Regions from separate parts of the Mus musculus genome. Here region 2 is linked to region 1. The links are chromatin contacts, called in public Hi-C maps. All regions are on one chromosome and are shown on one strand. The core of a region is the stretch at or near the end of the contact, and the rest is flanking DNA. Distances in the headings are between cores, read along the strand shown. Region 1 has its middle 6.8 kb from the start of Gm34741. Region 2 has its middle 19 kb from the start of Gm34805.

Evidence for each region. Hi-C and Micro-C count contacts between places; a contact is called where the count stands out from the background.
Region 2: a contact with region 1 is called in a Hi-C map of peritoneal macrophages, with 2.6 times the contacts expected there. The contact joins two enhancer-like sites. A contact is called at or near these places in 3 of 484 Hi-C or Micro-C datasets (bone marrow-derived macrophages, liver and peritoneal macrophages) and 1 of 115 datasets of contacts at active chromatin or transcription factors (neural progenitor cells).

What each region holds. Positions count from the first base shown.
Region 1 is chr2:160,174,277-160,178,585 of GRCm38.p6, forward strand. No RefSeq gene overlaps it. Among named protein-coding and RNA genes, the nearest start is that of Gm34741, 6.8 kb to the left of the region's middle. Within about 2 kb of position 2,010, at least 4 of the 459 cell types and tissues checked have an H3K27ac peak or open chromatin away from gene starts, as enhancers often do. A contact at or near this core is called in bone marrow-derived macrophages and peritoneal macrophages, where this site is marked.
Region 2 is chr2:160,267,147-160,271,237 of GRCm38.p6, forward strand. It overlaps Gm46773. Among named protein-coding and RNA genes, the nearest start is that of Gm34805, 19 kb to the left of the region's middle. Within about 2 kb of position 2,360, at least 18 of the 459 cell types and tissues checked have an H3K27ac peak or open chromatin away from gene starts, as enhancers often do. A contact at or near this core is called in bone marrow-derived macrophages and peritoneal macrophages, where this site is marked.

The sequences.
Region 1 (4,309 bases), core at 760-3,259:
TTCAGAAAAGGGAAGAAATTTTTGCAGAAGCAGAGAGCACTCATCAGGATCCAGCAAAGAGACCTGAGCAAATGGTTCTGACTTGGATTTTAATAGGAGGTTATGTACATAGTTGCCTGGTTATTATGTCTCTACGGGGGTAAGGGAGGCAGCATGTGCTCCTACTGCTGCTTGCTTGAGAGATCAGAGGGTAATAAACTATTAGTTTTATTCTTAATTGGCCCATGCTTCTTCCTAGTTCTTTTCTTTCCAAAAATCAATATGTGGCTTGTGATGTCTTTAGCAGAGGGTAAAGAACTGCAGCTGGATGCCTCCCTTATTGTCCAAATCATCCGTCAGCATTTATCCTCTAAAGGGGCCTCTAGTAAGGCAGAGACTATGGTTGGGGTTTTTCTTGCAGTAGTAAACATCGGGTCTTTCTGGAGCCAAAACAATATGGAAAACAGGATAACATCAGGCCACGCTGAATTAGAGGCAATGCCTTTTCTGTGAAAAACGTGGGCTGTGGCGAGCCTCCCATCGTCTTGGAAATGTTCTGCCCAGCTGCTGCCCACTGCCCTGGCCCAGCTCCTGCCCACACCAAGCTTCGGGAAGTGATTGCTGCTGTTCCCAGCGGGTCTGACCAGAAGCAGAGGCCACTGGTAACTTTAACCCCACGTGGGCAGGAGGCTCATCAGAGCTGTCCTTCAACCCTAAAATTAGCTGGCAAGGTTTGGGAAACAGGCAGAAAAGTATGGGATCACATTGGCCGTTTGGAGCCCAACGGAAAGGCGAGGCTGAGAACTAACGCCTTGGGACTGAGAAACGAAGCTTCGAATCAACCCAGGTGTGTGAAGAGGAACCTGCAGACCCCTATCCATAAGGCAAGTACCCCAGTGTCAGAAAGGGTGTGTGCAGAGCTCTCCCCACTTGGGAAGATGTGTCATTACTGGCTGTCACTCAAAAAAAAAAAAAAAAAAAAAGACAACTGGAGTTGAGGAAGTCTGAAATGAACCAAAAACAAAGTGGCTGGGGCTTGGCTTCAGTAGAACCTGGCGTACAAATTTTAACTCACATCCCCCGTGAAATTCACCACATCCCTGAAGACAGCAGCAAGCCTCAATTGAATCTCTGTGGAACAGCATGACACGGGTGTTATTTTATTCCCATGTTATAGATAAAGACATCAGGGCTCAGAGATTCATGAACCACCCCAAGACCACACAATAAAGAGGCAGATCTTAGAGTCACGCCTAATCTATCTTAGCTCTCACACTTTCTTCTTTGCAGTGTGAAACCTCACAAGCAGAGAAATGTTGCTGTGTAATGGTGAGGAGTGTGGACTCTAGAACTGTATTTCCTGAGTCCAGAATCTTGGCCTTGCTATTTGGATGACCTGGGACAAGTTACCTCTACTCCCTGTAGTTTCCTCACTATAAACTGGAGACGGTAGTTACATCTCTTTCACCATGTGGGTAGAACTCAGGAGACTTGGCGGCACTTGATGAAGACTATGTACGTTTCCTGTTTGTAAAATAATTAAGTAAAGGCATGGATCTTTTCAATCTCACTGATCAACTGACAGTCCCTGGGCTTGAACTGTCCTTGGCATGTTCTTAACATCCTGGTGTCTTTAAAGTGCATTGGTGCAATGACCTTACTACTATTCACAGAAGAAAGGAAGATTAGACCCATTGTGCAGACAAATGAATGAAACAACATCGCTGTAAGCTCACTTGGCTTTTGAATGGTTGTGGGGGTTCCAACCCAGTCTTTATGATCTTGAACCTGTGCTATGCTCATGCTCCAAAGAAAAAACATCAGCTCAGTGGCTGAAGGATTTCCTAGCATATACGATATCCTGGCTTCCATTCACACACACACACACACACACACACACACACACACACGCATGCACAGAAATTAGTGATTTATCCCAAAATCACATGAGTCCCATAAGTAGGAAACTGCCCTGGGACGTGGCTTCCAGTTAATTTTATGAATCTTCTTTGTTATTGCTCAATATGAGTGTTGGGCCCCATGGTTCCCTGTTTTTTTGTGCAATCATTGGCCTAAATTCTAAAGAAGTTGGGGGTGGGGCAAGAAGGAGGTAGGGAGAGAGTTAAAAAAAAAAAAAAACCTAAATGTGGTTTGCCCAAGAGCCAAGGAGTCGGGAAGCAGGTAGAGGTATCTGGATGAAGCCAGGAGAAGAGTGAGAAATACAGTATTGGGGGCCATCCCCAATGTGACATCACAGACCAGGGACTCCAAGACCCACCTCCCAGTAGTGGTCTAAGCTCCCTGGCCTGCTGAGTAGGGTCAGGGTGGTCAATGAGTGTGACCCCAGCCTGTTCCTCAAAGGGCAGACAATAAAGCTGCTCACATCTTAACTACATGCATGTTATAATTCCCTGATAATAAAATCAATATTGGCTTATTTGAGGGGAACTTAGATCTGCTGGTATATGTGTGTAGTTCCGCAATGAATCAAAGGGCTGTTTCCCTGGAAGGATGGTGCGTGAGAAGAGGCACTTGGTTTGGGTTTTATGACTTCTTTGTACTGCTTTTGGCTGAGAATTGAGCTCAGGTGACTGGTAGTCTGTGTTTGGTTCATATGTGTGTGGGGAGGGCAGTGGGGAATACTGTTTGTCTTGTTATTGATTTTGTCTACTTAGGGGGTGGCAGTTATTAATGATCAGCTCGATACAATTTGAAAACAAGAGAAAAAATAAGAATAGACCCTACACCATCTAGAAACACTTTCATGTTTAAACCATGGGATTGTTAAGCATGCAAAATCTCTTTGTCCTTATTTTGTTTTGGGGACAGGGTTTCACTATGTAACCTTGGTTGGCCTGGATCCCACTAAGTAGAGCAAGGTAGCCTTGAACTCACAAAGACCCTCTGTCGATATCTTCTGAGTGCTGGGATTAAAGACCAGGCCTTCTGCCATAAGGACTTTCACCTGCTACCCACAGTTCTTCCGATGAACCATTTCAGCTGTGATGGAAGTCTTCTAAGGAAGCGATCAATCTATATAAGCTCATGCACATGAGGACTTTCTCAATATTGTCATCTGCACAGTGACCATGGGGAGAGCTGGCCCGTAAGACATATGCAGGTCTGGGCAGTGTGGTGGATCATGCAAGTGGATGGGTTGAAACTACAAAGCTGTGTTACCCACTTGGTTTCTAGTCTGGCAGGATTTTCCTGACCAGCGATCCCTGATCTTTGTCTATGATGCCCTCACTGCTAATTTTGATGAATCCTACATTGAGCATCTTTATCAATAGATCTTTAGGGTTTTAAATATTTGTTTAGAAAATTTATGAAAGAATTGGTCTCGCTCCTAAGCACAGCATTTTCTCAGTTTCTTTATAATGTTCTGTGGGACTCAGTATCCCTAAACTTTTTTTTGTTTCATTTGGTGTTTGTTTGGGGTAGTACTGGAGATTGAACTCGGGGCCTTAGGCAAGCAAGCACCTTTCCATTGAGCTATCAACCCACCCACCCATCTTTTTCCTTTGATTCTGAGCCAGGCTCTCTCTGAATAGCCCAGGCTTTGCTATGGACTCACTGTGTTTCCCAAACCGGTCTTAAAATTGCAAACCTCCTGCCTCAACCTCCTAAGTAGCTCAGATTACAGTCCTGCATGATCAGGCCTCACTGATGGTCTTACATTATCCATTTTGAATGGTTTCCCTTTTCTTAGCCATTTTTATAAATTACCCACCCACTTGCTGCTGTTCTTCCACGGCTCAATGCTGACATCAGTAAACTCAATTCTCCTTCAGTACAGGTGTCTGGAGAAGTAAACACTCACTTTCTACAAGGCAGGTGGGAGATACGGTTGTACTAGTAAGTTCTGGAAGGCAGCTGGGCCATAGGTTTTTCTCCGTGAGAATCCTAGAAGGAAACAGATGGACCAAGCAATGGAGACAGCAGAGGACAGTTTATTGGAGAATGGGACATCTACAAAAGCTTCAGCAATAATGATGTAACAATCAGGGGGAAACAACACCAAAGAGCCTTTATCTCTTTTGCTTCAGAAAGAGGGAGCAAAGCAAATGGCTGGAGAGAGTGGCCATGGTGTGGGTGGAATACAGCCAACCCTTAAAGGGTAACAGCGTGCTTCTGTCACCTTGGAATACAAGGTGAAATTTCTACACCATCTTTCTTGGATATCCTGATAAAGCCAAAACATCTGTGGGTGAGCCACCAGTGTGGCCATCAAGAAACCCACCGAAACATTTATTTTAAGGAAAACCTGCCTCTATAGGTCCAAATGGGTTCAAATAAAGACCTGCCCTGCAACTCAGGGACAAAGCCC
Region 2 (4,091 bases), core at 1,110-3,609, 93 kb after region 1:
GCGCTCCTCTGCCCTGATGGCCCCATTGGAAAACACAAGCCCCTAATAAATCATTCCTCCCATAATTTGTTCCTGTTCCACATTTTGCAAGGAAAGGATGAGACAGGAAACCAAGATCCAAGAAGAACTTTTAAACTCTTCAGAGCTCATTCTGTCGTCTGCTCCCTGGTGGAGCTAAGACTCGAACCTGCAGCCCTCCTCCCCAGCTGCAGCATCCTGCCTCATGCGCACTGAGTATGCGGGTGGCTGCTTCAAGGCAAGATTCAAGCTAAGCCCAGTGGTGCAGGTGTCAATCACAGCTATGCAGGAGGCTGAGCAAAGACTTGGCAAGCCCACTTATACTACACAGTGAGCTGAGGCTAGCCCGAGTCACTTATGAAGACCTTGCCTGAGAATAAAAAGGGGAAAGAGAAGAGACTGCAGCCCAGTGGCAGAGAACTTGCCTAGCACTCCCTGCTACAGAAAGACAAAATTGAGCCACAACCTTTAATAAGCCCTAGAAGGAGTAATACCTATGGAGTTCTTTCCATGCTCTGTGCCTGACACTCACCTCTCCACATAGGTTTTCTTGGCCTCTCCCATCCTTTATCCCCCACTTTCCTGATGGATATAAAGACTCAAGGGTCTTTATCAAGTAACTTATCCAGCATTTGGAGAATGCAGCTTATGGTCAAACCCATGCAGATAACTCCGGGGTCTCAGCTCTTGCTTCCAATCCTTCACCTGTTCCCCACCCACTAAGACCATGCATACTTCTTGCTACTGCGGTCCACTGGTCACGCACTTGTTCAAAAGGTCAGAGCTCAGAAGTCCAAGGAGCCTTGCCCAGGGAGACAGTCTGAGTCTTTGACCTGGTGTCAACATCAGAACTGAAAATTGCTTCATGCCTGGCCCAAGAGGAACAGGAAAGTCTGACTTCTCCCCTCACCATGGGAAAGCAGTCTTTTTCTTTTTTAAAAAAAGCAAGAACAGAACATGAACGTGGCATGTCAAGGCCCTTTCTGTCACCGTCTTTCCCGGTCGACTGGGTCTTCGGACGAAAAGAGATGGTTATCTCGAAAGAGGAAGACTCCCTCACTCTTGGTTTCTAACCAAGGATCTGTGAGACTTCCTTAAAGGACGCACCAAGTGGACAAGTGTGGGGCCAGGCATGACCCAGGAAGCCTGGGCCCCTACTCTCTAAGACAACCTTGCAAGGACCATCAAGAGAGGCTCTGCCAAGAAAGAGGCATGCTGCAGACACCACAGGAACACCCAGTAGGGGAGGAACACATAGCTCAGGTCTAGAGGCCTCTTCTTGTCTGGCTTGTCTCACAGTGGCCTGGGGCAATGCTTGTACCTGTAAGAACGCGGTGAGAACCCCCCTCCCCCCTGCCCTACCATCCCCAGCACTTGATTCATAGTCTGTGCTATCCACTTTGTCTCTGTTTTCCTGAATTAAGTGAGATGTCCTCTATTTAGGAGTGTGTGTGAATAGGGAAATTTATTTCTGGGTCCTCTGGAGTTACAGAAGATTCACTATGGAAAGCTGTGGCTACAGTACTCAGGGGTGTGGTCTTAACAGATCATACAGTCCCCACCTGATTACTGAGTTCCAGGTCCAAGTTTCCTCGGTAAAGACCTGTGGGCACTTTGCTACAAGGCTCCCCTTTCTCATATTCTTCATATCATTCTGTCCTCTTCTTTAGGGTCCATCCTGGGATCTCCAAGAATGCCTGCTCCTTACTCTTACCAAGAAGGCTTCCAAGTTCTTGGATCCCCTCCAGAACCCTGCAGAAGGCTCTTCCATTTAGGAGGGCAAGGGAACTGTCTGTAGGAAGCTCATCGAATTCCACTCAAAGTTAATCTCTTTAAAGGGAGTCTCTTGTGGTCCCTCCTAGATAGCCACAATATAAAAACAGACGAAGCCAGCCTTGGTGGCTTAGCAAGAACTTGTGTCAAAATAAACTAGAATAGTAAACTAAGAACTGTTTGTTTGTTTGTTTGTTTGTTCACTTTACATCCCAGGGCAGGGGGTGGGGGGCAGCTCGGGGATACAGCACTTGCCTGGCAAGAATGGGCTCCAAGGTTCAAACCTCAGCACTACACATAAAAAGCAAATAATAATCCCTAAAGTTAAAATGTTGCTAGAGTACACTTTACATGAAAGTCTTTTCAATGTTTCCCTTTTACTGGGGACACTGGATGCCTCTTTATGTTGTATGTTCAGTGGCATTTTTCTTCAAATATATATTTAAAAACCAAACCATTCCGAACTGAGCACTTCCCCTTCTTCCCTGCATCTCTCAAGCTTACCCCATAGGAGCCTTACAAAACTCCTTATCAGAAAATGATGTATGTGTGTCATAGTCAGAATGGCTGTGGCTAAGCCTGCTGACAGCCAGTCCAGACTGGAAGTCTTTCCAACCGGGTGGCCCTGGACACGTTACCCAAGTCCTCGGAGCCTCACTTTCCTCATCTCTGAGAACAGCAATGGTGCCTCCTGCACTGGGCGGCTATGGAGATTAGATGAGATAACAGAAGTAAGACATTTAAATTGCCTAAGAAACAAATTCAGCCAAGTGGCAGCACACACACACACAAAAATCAGCATGCAAAAGCAGCCCCCGTTCCTATGCACTAATAATGAATGATCTAAAAAGTAATTATGAAAATGATTCCACTTAAAAAGAACAAAATGTGTAGGAATAAGCCAAAGAAACAAGAAGCGTGTATAATACTAGAGACCATGATACACTGATGAAACAAATTAAAGGAGACACAAATAAACGAGAGGACCAAATAGGATTAAATAGCAGAGGCTCCCAAATGCACTTAAAGAACCAAGCAGTGCTCACTGGAAATCCCAATGACATTTTTACACCCATATGCACACACACACACACACTCACACACACACAGACACACATACACAAATCCTAGGACCAGTGAAATAGCAGTGCTTTCCTTGAAAACCTAGGGACCTGAGTTCAATCCCAGAATCCCACAGTGAAAGGAGAAAACGTTGAAAGTGCTCCTCTGACCTCCACACATTCACTGCGGCATGTGCAGCCTCCTCCCCCATACCATATACACAGCAACAACCACAACAACAACAACAACAAATAATAATAATAATAATAATGATAATAATAAATAAAATAATGTTAATTCTAAAATTCATATAGAAACTCAAGTAACACTGAATAGTCAAAAACAATCATGAAAAAACAAAGTTGCAACAGAGACTGAGAAAAAGGCCAGCCAATGACTTGAGACCTATCCCATGGGCAAGAACCAATCCCTGGCACTATTAATGATACTCTATTATGCTTGCAGACAGGAACCTAGCGTAACTGTCCTCTGAGAGGCTCCATCCAGCAGCTGACTGAAACAGATACAAAGACCCACAGCCAAACATTGGACGGAACTTGGGGAGTCTTGTGGAAGAGTTGCGGGAAGGATTGAGCGACCCAGAGGGAACAGGGACTCCACAGGAAGATCAACAGAGTCAACTAACCTGTACCCTTGGGAGCTCTCAGAGACTGAACCAACAACCAAAGAGCAGACACAGGTTGGACCTAGCCCTCCACTCACATATGTAGCAGAGATTGCAGCTTGTTCTTCTTGCAAGTCCTCCAACAACTGCAACAGGAGCTGTCCCTGACTCTTACCTGCCTGGGGATCCTGTTCCCCTACCTGGGCTGCCTTGACTGGCATCACTGGGAGAGGATGTGCCTAGTCCTGCAGTGACTTGATATGCCAGGGGTGGGGTTGATACCCGGCGAGGGGCCTTCCCCTTCTCAGCAGAGATGGGAGGGAAGGGTGGGGGAGTTGCATTTGAAGGGGGGACTGGGAAGAGAAGCAGTGGCTGCATTTGGTATGTAAAGTGAACAAATAAATAAGATAATGAAAAACCAAACAACATCAAAAATAAAAAGAGAGAGAGAGAGAAAGGAAGGAAGGAAGGAAGGAAGGAAGGAAGGAAGGAAGGAAGGAAGGAAGGGGAAGGGGAAGGGGAAGGGGAAGGAGAAGGGAAGGGAAGGGAAGGGAAGGGAAGGGAAGGGAAGGGAAGGGAAGGGAAAGGAAAAAGGAAGAAGAAAGAAGGGATG